Regions from separate parts of the Oryctolagus cuniculus genome. Here regions 1 and 2 are each linked to region 3. A link is a contact called in public Hi-C and Micro-C data. All regions are on one chromosome and are shown on one strand. Each heading gives the region's core, a stretch centred on a gene start, on an enhancer-like site or on the middle of the called end of the contact. The rest is flanking DNA. Distances are from core to core; before and after follow the strand shown.

Evidence for each region. A called contact is a pair of places that touch in the nucleus more often than the background predicts.
Region 1: a contact with region 3 is called in a Hi-C map of liver, with 4 times the contacts expected there. The contact joins the enhancer-like site here to the promoter of TLE1 in region 3. A contact is called at or near these places in 5 of 6 Hi-C or Micro-C datasets (ear pinna, liver, psoas muscle and 2 more).
Region 2: a contact with region 3 is called in a Micro-C map of ear pinna, with 2.2 times the contacts expected there. The contact joins the enhancer-like site here to the promoter of TLE1 in region 3. A contact is called at or near these places in 2 of 6 Hi-C or Micro-C datasets (ear pinna and liver).

The regions. Positions count from the first base shown.
Region 1 is chr1:148,684,893-148,688,910 of mOryCun1.1, forward strand. It overlaps the pseudogene LOC100354656. Among named protein-coding and RNA genes, the nearest start is that of TLE1, 150 kb to the left of the region's middle. Within about 2 kb of position 2,684, at least 1 of the 8 cell types and tissues checked has an H3K27ac peak or open chromatin away from gene starts, as enhancers often do.
Region 2 is chr1:148,389,017-148,393,093 of mOryCun1.1, forward strand. The region is part of intron 3 of LOC100355171; the gene reads right to left. Among named protein-coding and RNA genes, the nearest start is that of TLE1, 150 kb to the right of the region's middle. Within about 2 kb of position 2,040, at least 1 of the 8 cell types and tissues checked has an H3K27ac peak or open chromatin away from gene starts, as enhancers often do.
Region 3 is chr1:148,538,397-148,542,489 of mOryCun1.1, forward strand. It overlaps TLE1 (TLE family member 1, transcriptional corepressor), which reads left to right and starts at 2,753. Exons shown (of 18, transcript XM_070050403.1): 1 at 2,753-3,133; 2 at 3,937-4,037. The coding sequence starts at 3,110. LOC100355171 reads right to left here and starts at 1,682. Exons shown (of 4, transcript XM_070050415.1): 1 at 1,405-1,682. The coding sequence starts at 1,632.

The DNA of each region.
Region 1 (4,018 bases), core at 1,434-3,933, 150 kb after region 3:
ACCGCGGGGATAAGAGAAACAGAAGTTTTAGAAGTAAAGTGAGAGAAATAGGAATGCTGGAAGATAGAAGTGGAATGGGAGAAATAGGAATGCCTGGAGATAGAGAAATAGAGAAATAGAAAGGCCTCCCTACAACACTGCAATGTGAGAGCTTGGATTCGGTCTGCCTGATTAAGTGAGGCGATGAGCACCTGGGCGGCTAGCAGCTTATGCGCCGCAGGTCACCGAAGACAGGCACAAATTAACATCAGTAAGGCCTCCCCACAATACTGCAATTAGAAAGCTTGGATTCGGTCTGCCTAATTAAGGCGGTAAGCACCAGCAAGCAGCTCGACCAGAGTATGAGCTGCAGGTCACCGAAGATAGGCACGAACCAACACTAATAAGTCTCCCCCACAATACGGCAATGAGAAAGCTTGGATTCGGTCTGCCTGATTGAGGCGGTAAGCGCCAGCAGGTGGCTCGACCAGAGTATGAGCCACAGGTCACCGAACACAGGCACGTATCAGCGCCTAAAAACCTCCTCACAACATGGCGAAGAGAGGACCCGGATTCGGTTTGCCTGATTGATAGGACTTGTAAGAGCCTGTGGCAACTCTAGCAAGTAGAGCAGAGTGTGTGCCGCGGGACACCGAAGACAGGCGCGTATCAACGCCAAAAAATAAAAAGAAAGAGGGATCTGTGGGGAGCAAACCGGACTAGACTGTTACTGGAATTAAGACTTATTCTATGCATCTGCTCTCCCACAATATGGCGCTGGGAGAGAAGTAAACAGCTTCCGCACAGCTGCCTCCAGTTCAACCAATTAACTGTAGGACTTGCTCCTGATTGGAGAGCAGCGTACTCGGCGTGTGGGCAGCCGAGTTGGGATTGGCGGAGGAGGACTATAAAGGAGGAGAGAGACGGCATGCACCGGGAACATCTATGGGGAACATCTATGGGGAACATCTAAGGGAACCCGTGCAGCCCCCGAGAAGAGCCGGCCGGCGGTGTGCCGCTCCCCTGCGGAAGTGGGGAATGCGGCCAGGGGGAACTGCCCTTCCACGGAGGTGGAAGGGATAGTAGCCAACCCGGGAAGAACCAGCAGCAAACCCGGGGAGGGCTGAGCAGACGAAAGAACAGCGCAGGGTCCTGTGTCGTTCCTCCACGAAGACGGGGAGCGACAGCCCATGTAGTTAGGCCCACATCCAATCCAATTCCCTTCCCTGGGACAGCCACAGATCAATCAAGAGAGGCCATAGCAGAGGTATTTTAAGATAGAGCTGCTCCCCTGGCAATGTGATTTGTTGTAACAGTAACTACTTTCTGTATTCCCTCTGCATCCCAGGAGAGAAGAGAACAAGGTTGAGGAAGCTGTGTGAATATATCTGAGAGTGTTTACCGATTTCCATCAAGTACAAGATTCACATAGATTTGCTTATCCATTGGCATAGCCTTATATAAGGGTGAGAGCTGCTATAGAATATAGTACTATCTGATACTGCATTGTTGAACAAAATATAAAAGTGTGATAAGAAGAAACACTTCTATCCTCCACACAGCAAACCAAACAGAAAGCTCAGTGCCCAACCTACAATAACTTAATCCAGATGGTCATAATTTCTTTAGACTGTAAACTATTTCCAGCAAATTCATTGTTCACTATTTTTTTTCCTATTCTTATAGTTAACATATCGGCCTGACAAGTTCTAGCCAACCAGTAAGAAGAAAGATCAGATGCTTAGGATTAAGCAGTTCAAAGTCAATGATATTTGGTTAAGATAAACAAATGGGATAAAATGGACTGCAGACTCCCAGGTCCAAAAGTCAAAACTTGTTGACTGAGCGTTGTGCTGTTCGTTGATTTTACTTGGAAGTCAAGTGGTCAGGAAAGATAAAGCGACTAAGAGTGGCACCAAGAAGAAGATGGGGAAGTTATGTGGAAGAAATGGTCCAAACTTTCCTGTCCAGTAGTATTCTTTAAAATCCTAACAGAATTTCCCAATGAAATAAAACAACAAGATATTGAATTAATGGGTTAGAATATGTCGGTCACTAACCTGTTCAATTTGGAAGCCTTTAATGACTCAAGGTAGGAAACAAAAATTAAACAACATAAAAAATGGAACACAACAAAATTAAAAAGTTAAAAAGAATGAGAACCTAAATAAGTCTGACTTATAGAATTATGCACATCCATATTCATATTTTAGTCATTCTTTTTCTTGAACTAGATTCATTTAAAAATGAAAGACAAGAACTCATATGACTGGCTAAAAATAATCTCAAAACCTTTCATCAGTCATTTTTACCGAACACCCACTTGATTTCCAAACTCATCACTTTGCTTGGAAAATAAAGACATTTTTAGCCTACTTTCAATACAATTTCTTCGTAGGCCTTCATGTCTACCCTTCACTCAATTTTGTGAAACTTTCCCATGCTTACTTCCCTTTACTTTTTCACAATACTGCTTAAATCTGGCTAAATTTTAAACCTGGCTAAAATTTTCCCCAATTTAGAAGGTTTGGCTGCTTCTTCAATGCAAAAGGAAATACACCTCTGCTGGACATCTAGACACTGTTTTGCACATGTCCACATGGTTTTTGTTGGCATATGTGCTTTGCAAGGCACGAACCATGTCTTTTGTAAGTTTGTGTGGTTTCCACAGCTGTGTCATGACCCATAGGGGCGCTCAATAAATGTTGAATCAAAGTGAATTGCTTTCCAGTGCATTTATTGGCACATGTACTCCAGTGGGTCAAGTTCCATCTCTTTTTTGCAGTGCTCAGTAGTTTTTTTTTCTGAATATATTCCCAACTAGGCCAGAGTTGTTGGATATCTCTGAAAGTTGTTCACAGCTTGCTAGACAGGAAAACTGGATGATTGCATTATTGTATTGCAGCCATGTCCCAGGTTTCCAAACCAAGGAAATTCCAATTATGTACAAACGGTTGTTCTTTCTCTTTTGTTGTCTCTTTTTCTTTCTATTGTCTGTTGGTCCCTTCCCCCTCCCCTCCTTCATTCTCTCCTCCCCTCCCTCCCTCCCTCCCTTTCCTTTCTTCCCCTCTTCTATTTTACTTTCTTTCTGACAAAGCTCTCTTGTGAAGCTGGAACACATGTAACAGGATCAACAGCAGTGCAGGGCTGTCTTTTTCAGCCCGGCAAAGCTAGACAAATGCAATTCCAGAAGCCTGGCCTCATACCACAATTGAGGAAGGTGTCAACCAGTCTGAGCTGAATCAAGGTTGGCCCTGCTCTCTGCCCCGGGATGGCATTGGCCCCACCAGCAGGGACACTGTGTTTCCAGCTTCAGGCTTTTAGTTCTCTCTACAGCTTAATGGCTCACAGACCTTTACTGAGACAGCTGGATAACAATGTGCCTTTCTGACAGCCACTCTCTTTCTTCCCTGTGGAAATCTCAAACTGTACTGGATAAAACATTCTGTCTCCTATTGTTCCATCAACAAGGCCTGAATAGCTAAGGCAAGTGCTCCTGCAGCACTTATTTCCTTGGAGTTTTTTTTTTTCCTCCTACAATAAAAGAATAAGTGGAAAAGACAGACCAGAGTGTGAAAGATGGCTGGTAAGGGCCTCTGTGTGAGGTCCTTGGTGAGATAATCTTATTCTAAAGATCTGGGTGACTGGAATTTCCCTTCGTCCCATCCCCCGCAGACATCCCCCTCCCCAACATCCTTCTCATACAAATCCTTAGGCATTAAGTCAGGCGGAAAATGAGTCTACTCTACATTTATCTTCCTGAATGGCAGTCAACTCCTGCTTAATCTTTCAACATATATTTGTTCAATGGATCAACAGATTGTGTAAGCAGCATGACGGTTGGGTTTAGAAATGTGTCTGCTCATGTTTGGTTTGTGCTGAACCATTGACCACTTTGTTTGTGAATCCATCATAAATTATATCTCTGCGTTACCCAGTACCAGGGATGGGTGCACAGGATGGTGCTCACAAAGGCAGAAAGACTTTTTTAGTCACTGTCATTTTCCAGAGTTGAGAATGCTCACTTGTTTCACTTTGT
Region 2 (4,077 bases), core at 790-3,289, 150 kb before region 3:
CAAGTGTTTAATAACTCAGCACAATCTCCTTATGGCTCCGAGCTGCTCAAGTTCCCATCCAGTCCATGGCAAACAGTGGAACAGATTGGCCATCCCCCCGCCCCCAAACCTGAGGAATTTTCATGCACTGTGAAACTAATCGCTTCAAGTTCCTTCATAAATCACACAAAGCAGATTTCAGCATCTTAACAAATTGAAAACACACACACACACACACACACACACACAACAACAGCGGAGAGGGAGGGGGCTGGCAGAGATCACTCACCCTTCAGCTAAAAGGGGTGGGAGGGAGGCAGGCGTTCAAATATTGCAGAGAAGGAAGGGGCAGATGTAAATTAACTTCTGTCCTCTCACTCAATATGTTTCTCATCTCCTTAAATTTTAACTTGAGTGAAATAATTGGGGCAGGCTCAAACCTAACCACCTCCAAGCCCACAATGACCTTGTTTTTTCCCACTGTGATGGAAAGGATGCGGTTTCAACAACAGGCCTCTCATTGTTGTGCCTGTGACAGCCCTTGAAGAATGTAAGACGCACACAATTAAACAAGGATCGCGCAGCCCATGTGGTGCAGACAGCCGAGATGGTGGACTGGACTGGTGTGTCCCTGCATTTCTAACCAGCATGCATGCATAAAGGGGCATCTTAAATGATCACTCAATTACAAAGAGCAGTTCTTGCGAAGGCCATGTGTTCACCCAGAGCTGTACCTATGTACATTCCTATCTATAAATGGCCACGTCAGAACTTACTATCTTCCTCTCCTCACAAAAAAAGAAAAGGAAAAAAAGAAAGACTGCTACCCTTCTTTTCTAAATATCATGCACACAGTCTATCAAGGAGCTTTTCTCCTTTGCTAAGGCAGAAATGTGCATGCAATGGCCTTATCCTTATGCTGGGACAGAGCTGGGCGTCTGTGAGCTCTTGGCATGGGAAATAGGCTTTTGTAAGCTGCCGGATTATTAGTGTCATGGGGGAAATATCACGCTAGCACTAATCTAAAATAAAACATCTTTTAGCTGCTCTATTTAATACCCATTGTACATCAGAATTACCTATAAAAACACATTTCCTAACAGAGAAACAGCCATCTCCCCCCACCCCTGTCACCATCTCTCCGTTACTTTGGCAGCTCCGCAGCTTCCCACTACATCAGCAGAGTAACGAGGTGCCTTCTCACTGAACATCTGGGGGCAGAGGGAATTTTATGGCACAGGTTTAGGCCAGACCACTATCACCACGGTAGGATCTTTTTCCATATCCACAGGAAGGACCCAAGGTACTTGCAAATTCACTCAGATACAGCTGGATGCTCTATTATTGCTTCCCGAAATAAAAACATTTAGTTTTATATCTCACTCCACCCACATCCATTCATTAGTATTTATCCAGATTTTCCTTCCACTATCCATCTCCCTCTTCCCCACAATCCAAATAAAAGTCAACTCTGATTTTGTGATCTACTCAATATGGAATGGAATGCTAGCATGAATAGTGTTATTATTTCCTCTTTGGAAATGCCTTTTGCCTTACTTTTTTTTTTTCCTTTCCAGATAAACTATGTCATAAGAGAAAAATCCCTGTGAAGTCCTCCAAAGAACTCTGCTGTTTCCAGACCCTGGGACTATAATTATGCCTTGTGTAATTAAAACAGAAAGCACATCCCCTGCCAACTGTGAGTGCCCCTGTTTACATCACAAAGAGATAGCAAAATGTACTCAGGAAGGTTCCAGCCAAAGTCCTGGAGAGGGCTGCCTGCACGGGGCTCCGCTCTCTAAATGTCCCTGGGTTAGAACAGCAAGGGGCAGGAGAAAGAAGGGGATGCAGGGACACCCAAACCAGGAGCCAGGAAAGCCTGTTGACTTTTCCCACCCGGGCATGATGTCACTGAGTTCAGTGACAGGGGTGCGGGCACTGACTGAAGTCTTGTTGCACATTTAGTCTAGCAGCTTCTGTTGGGAGCTTCAGAGCTTTCTGGGCATGGCGGCCCTAGGAGGTCCTGAAGCCCAGCCCTCAGCATGTACAAGTTCAGAGCCTAAGGCCAGGGTGCTGACACATTCCTGACCTCTAGTAATATAAAGAGTCTTCTGCACGCAGGTCAGTCAGTTCACAAGCTTGTCTTTCTCTGCACACAAGCTTTCTTTTGCAGGCTGCTGCAATTGGGACATTAAAAAGAGAGACAGAGAGAGAAAAGAAAGGACACTGAGGGAAAAGAAAGAAAAAAAAAAAAACCCACACACACACACATACGAACCAAAGCCACAAACTAGAAAAAAAAAACCTATAAAATAAAAGCACATTATGTTTTTGTATATTTTCAAAATGTAGCCAAACTAAACCATTAAATGAGGATTTTGTTTCACAAAGTCTGCAAACTATTCAACCACTAACCCACTATACCAAGAATGTGGTGCCAACCAAAATATGTCAAGATTAGTAGTACTCAATAAAATCTCAAAACCAAATGACATGCAGGCTGTATTTCATGATTAGAGCGCTTCCTTATGTCAAGGAACATACATATTAACTTGTTTAAACACGGTGCTGGGCTGTCACTCTGTTTGTCAAGAGCAGAGGAAAGAGAATCCAGTGCTTACCAAATCCATCCAGATGCTGGCTTCCACTTTCCATCTTCCTGGGAGACGGCTCCGACGCCCTTCAATTCATCCTCACCTCATCTGAGAGAAAGAGAGAGGCCACTCCCCACTTCTTGTGCTCTCGTGGCAGTCCTGTAGAAGCCTGAGTGGCAAGTGCTTCATCTACGGCCCAGCACACAGTCCAGAGCTGGGCTGGAAATTGAAAAGGCTGGCTTTTTTTTCCACTGAGACAGCAAGGCCCCCAAATCCGAAAAATGCAAACGCCTAGTCCCCTTCCAGAAAGGTGTGTCTTTGTTTTCCTTAATCCTAAGAACTAATATTTGCATAGTGCTTTCATGACTAGAGGGCTGTCAGTCTGTATTTTCCCACTGAGTCCTTCCCCCTGCCCTGCTCATTTATATGATTATTCCCATTTCATAAACAAGAAGCCCCAAGACCCAGAGAGATGAAGTGGCCTGCCCACACAGCCGCATCAGAAGCAAGGAACATCAGAACACAGACGCCTCTGCCTCTGACCTCCCAACCTAAAGGCAACTACACAAAACGATGTGTCTCTTTTTGGAGGGAAATACTTGAGTTTGAGATGGAATCTAAAAACGAAGAGGGGTAATTATCTCATTCTCTGACTGTCAACAGCAATGAGCGGCTGTGTGCTTCTACCTGGCAGGAGAAGGAAGGGAGGCTGTGCTCTCATTTACAAAATACAGGAGTAAGATGTGCGATTAAGTTAGGAGGGATTTGAGGGGCTGCTGGGTGAAAAAGAACCACCAGAGCCCAGCCCGTTCTTCTGCACTTTCTGTGCCTCGTCACGTGTGGGAGCTGCTGTGCCTTGAGCCTGGCCAGCCTCCATGTCGCTGATACAACTGGGGCTGTGCCCATAGTCAACCTTTCAGCTGTGGCTGCCTCCAGCTCCCCACCCACGTGTCCCCTACCCATATCCTTTTGCTCATGGGCTCTGCTGCTACTGTGCAATGATTGTGTCTTTTTAACCACCTTGCAAGCCTTGGGGTGTGGTGGAAGAAACCTAGAATTCAAGCCCACGCCTCAGTGGACACACTGCAAGGTTGTTTCTCACAGTCCATCCCTCACACTGCAGCCCCAGGGGCCCCAGAGCCTAAATGTGGTGCCCATGTTGGCTCCCTGGCAGTCTCCTTTGCCGGATGAGAGGCCAGGCTTCACAAGAACTCAGCTGCCTGGCATTTGGGCTTCACCCTAAATGCTTGTCCACATATACCCGACTCCAGCCATACTTTACAGATATTCATGTTATGTGATGAATTGTATCGCCTCTCCCCAAAATTTCTATGCTAAAATCCTAAACCCCAGTACCTCAGAATGTGACCATATTTGGAGATAGTGACTTGAAAGAGGTAACTGTGGTTAAATGGGTTTATATAGGTGGGTGCTGATTCAATATGACTGGTGTCCTTATAATAAGTAGTTAGGGAACCAAAGATGAGCACACACAGAGGAAAGA
Region 3 (4,093 bases), core at 1,503-4,002:
ATTGATGCAATTATAGACAAATCAATATCATACATATTTAAAAAACGCCAGTGAAATGTATTAGCTAAAATGACTCTTTTAATATTTCAACAAAAAGATCTCTGTAAAAAGCAAATCTTTGAATAAAACGTATATGTGCTTAAATAAACTCGTTCCCCTAAGTTTCTCGAAGGTAAAATAACGGGAACGCGTGGTTTCTAACACCAATATCTAGGTTCCAAGGAAACAGTAACACTTGTCGGTGATTTGCCCGCCTCGTGGAAGACGTTACCATCATTTGGCTAGAAGAGCATTATTCACTCACTGCTCATGACGTGGAAACAGTTTCACTGAACTGTTCTTTAAAGAAAAGTACATATATGTAAGCAGAAAGGTATCATTGCGGCAGTACTGAAGGTCTTCTGCTGTGTGGTGTATTTCGAGAAAGACAAAAACAGCGGACTCACAATACTAAATACGGAGCACCTCTCGTTCCTGTAAAAGCTCCAAGTCCCTTGCATCCCCAGCTGCCCCTCTAACAGCCCAGGCCACGTCATTTAGCCGTAGAGTCTACGGCTCGGCCACGAGCAGCACCCAGGCCACGGGATGGGCTGGGCCCGACAGGTTTTTCAGGTCCCGATGCTGGTCTGTCCCTCTGTTTCCAGGAATTGGAAAGATTCCTGGTCTGGTTGAGGAGCGGCTCCTAAGACCCCCACAGCCACCCTCTCCCCCGCCAGAGGACTCCTGAGAGAAAAAACAAAACCCGGGATTTCGCGCCGCGGGCAAAGCCATCCCCTCAGCGCACGAGACGCGCGTGCCCTCACGCCGGCGGCACCTTAGGTATCCCGCCCGCCAAACGCAGGCAGGCCGACCTTTCGACAAAGTGGCCCGGAATCCTTCAATAAAGGCCAAATCCCACCACGCTGGGCGCACGGGGAGGGCGGAGGTGGCCGCGGGCGTCGCAGTCGGGGCTCCGGCGGCGGGCAGACCCACGCCGACTAAGCTTTGCTCATTTATGCGTTTTCCGCCAAGTGTACAGCCCACTCCTGTGCACCGGGGAGAGGCGGCTCAAGAAAGGACTACGCTCTGAGGAATTTCTGAATGTGACCTCGCTTTCAAGGAGCAGCATCAGACAAGAGGCCACCACACAAAAAACCATTTTGCTCGCATGACCAAAAAAACCCCTCCCTCCCGCCCCCAAGGCGAGACTACGCCGTGAGCCCCCGAGTTACTTTTACTGAGCCCACAAGATTCGCACTAGAGCGCAAAGTGAACAAGTGGCAGGATTTCGGCAAACTCAAGCCCCCGGCTTCCGCCGCAGCACGCTCACGGGTCCCTCCCGCCAGCGCGCGCCCGCGCGCTCCCCAGCCGGGCCCACGTTACTTTGATTGACAGCCCGGCCCCGCCGCTCTCCTTCCCACCGACCTTCCCATCCTTCGTGCCAATCTCCGCGTCGCGCCGCCTCTCATTGGCTGCTTTTGGAGTCCCGCGGCTCCTCCAGGAACAGTTCCTCCCCGAGCCCGGGAGGACGCGGCTGGCGGAGGAGGGGCGGAGGGGGTGGGAGGGGAGACGGGGGAGACGGCGGAGATGGAAGCGAGCGGGGAGGGCGCAGGGGGAGCGGGAGGCACGGCCAGTCCGGCGCGGCGCCGCCATAGGCTCGAGGGAGGCGTGGCGTCAGTGCCCCACGTTGGGCGCGGCGAACGCGATTGGTTGATGCGGGCCCCCCTACTCCCCCGGCAGCCTCCCGGGCCCACGTCCCCCGCCGGCTCCGAGCTCGCGGCCCCCGCCCGCGCGGGGCTGGGCGGGGCCGGCGCTGGTTAGCTCCGGAGTGTGAAACCGCGTGTTAATGTAACCGGTGCGAGAGGCGCGGGCGGCGGCGGCTGTAGGAGCAGCGGCGGCGGCGGCGGCGGCGGCGGGTACCCTGTGCCCACGTCCCCGAGGCAACCGATCGCGCCACCCCCCCTGCCCTCGCACGGCCGGGCGAGACCCGAGCCCTCAGCTCGGACCTCCGCTGGCCCGCGCGCGGAGACCCGAGCCCCGCCGGGATTACTCGGACTCGTCGGCGGAGTTTGCCCGCCGGGGCGGGAGGCCGAGCGGCGGAGCGCACTCCTGCTCTTCTCCCCACCGTCTCGTGGATGTCGTTCCTCGGGTCGTGAGGGAACTTTGCAGCGGGCTGGAGCGCCCTTCACGGAGAGGCAGACGAGGGGAAGGAAAGGAAGAGGGCCGAAGAAGAAGGGTCCGGAGCGGCCGTGCGGGGCGAGTACGCATGGGCTGCGGCGCCCTGATGCGCCCCGGGCTGGAGGAGCAGCGGGTGGCTCCGGGACTGCCCTCCGTGGAGTAGCTCTGTCGGGCCAGGAGGGTTTGTGCAACCGCGGAGAACACCGATTGCCGGTTGCGCGGGGCGTGCCGAGCCGCCTCACGGCGCGCCCTCCGCACTTTCCCCGCCTCGTCATCCCTTGCTGCCCGGTCCGGGCTGAGGCTTCGGACCACCGGGCTCGGAGCCTCCGCTTCGGCTCTGAGATCGCTCCCTACTGCCTCCCACGAAGAGCGCCCGACTCCGGGGCGCAGCCGGGACCGGCGGGGGTCGGCCCGGAGCGCCGCCGCTCCTTGTGTGTGTGTGTGTGTGTGTGTGAGAGGTGAGCCGGGGGCGCCGCGCCACCTGCACCTCGCCCGCCCCTGCGAGGAGACCGAGCAGGAGAAGAGCGAAGGAAAGCAGCCCGCCTGGATTTGTTTGCCCGCGACGGGCGCCGCGCACGCGGATCGCCCAAGGGGAGCGCAGCCCGAGTCGCCGCGTCTCCACCTCACCGCCCCGGGCGTCTGAGGCCCGCGGGTTGGAGCACAGTCGCTGTGCGCTCTCCCCCCGGCGCCGGCGGCGCCGCGCAGGTCCTTGGAGCAGCTGGGCCCGGGGCGTCCCGAGATGTGGCCCTGAGGGCGGGAGCCCGCACCGGCGGGAGCAGCAGCAGCCGCGGGCGCCGAGTGGCCGGTGCGTCTCGCCGAGCGCGCCTGCGTGCGTGGCCAGCGCGCTCCCCGCTTCTGCCCGGCTGAATTGTCCTCGGCGGGATTAAAGTTGGAAATTGAGCGGAGAATTGAGTTGCCCGGGAACAGAGCTGCGGCCGCCGCCAGAAGAGCAATGTTCCCGCAGAGCCGGCACCCGGTGAGGCGCGGCCGGGTGGGTGGGGGCAGGCGCGCGGGGCTTGGGAGACTCGGTCTTGTGCAGTAGGGTCGTGGGCGGCTGTCGTACACCCCCGGCACCCGGCGGCGCGAGGCCAGGGGCTCCTGGTCCCTCCCTCCGTGGGGTGGCGAGTGAGCTGAAACTCAAGTCCCCCACCCCACCCCACCCCCTTCCCCTCTGGGGCCCCTTCCTAGTTGACGTCTAGACCGGGCGGACGCGAGCGCTGGGGGAGGCTGGGGTTTCTCTCCCCAGCCACATCCTGCGCTTTTCCCCGAGGCGGGTTTGGCGGCCCCCCTTTGTTTCTCGTCTCGCCTATTTACATGTCAATGCGGCCCCCGTTCCGGTGCGTCCGGAGGTGGCCCTGGCGACTCTGGGAATGGAGGACTTAAGGGAGTTGTTTTTCTCCTCCGGTCCCCGGGGTCATTGTCGCCCCCGTGGGGGAGGGGGCGACGACGACGACGTTCTGGTCTGGTCCCCGCACGCCGCACCCCCCAGGTCGCCAGGCAGTCCTCTCTACTCGGGCGGGTTGACCCGGGAGCACTTGGCGAGATCTGCCCAGGAGGCCGAAAGAGCTTCCGAGCCTTTTTAGAAGCTGGGGGTTGGGAGTGTGTGGGGGGGTCCGTTTCCCCCCTCCCCAAAGTGAAGCTCAGACTTGAGTTTGGGTCTCCGTTTTCTGCCGTCTCTAACTTTTTTGTTTATGTCCCACCCGTTCTTGCCTCTCCTGACTTTATCCGTCTGCCCGCCCGCATCCCCGTCCCTCGGTGCCCATCGCCGATCGCCCCCAGACGCCGCACCAGGCTGCAGGCCAACCCTTCAAGTTCACTATCCCTGAGTCCCTGGACAGGATTAAGGAGGAATTCCAGTTCCTGCAGGCGCAGTATCACAGGTGCGTGTCCGGCTGAGCGGGCGGCCCCTTAGCCCCTCGGTCGCCCAGCCCGGTGG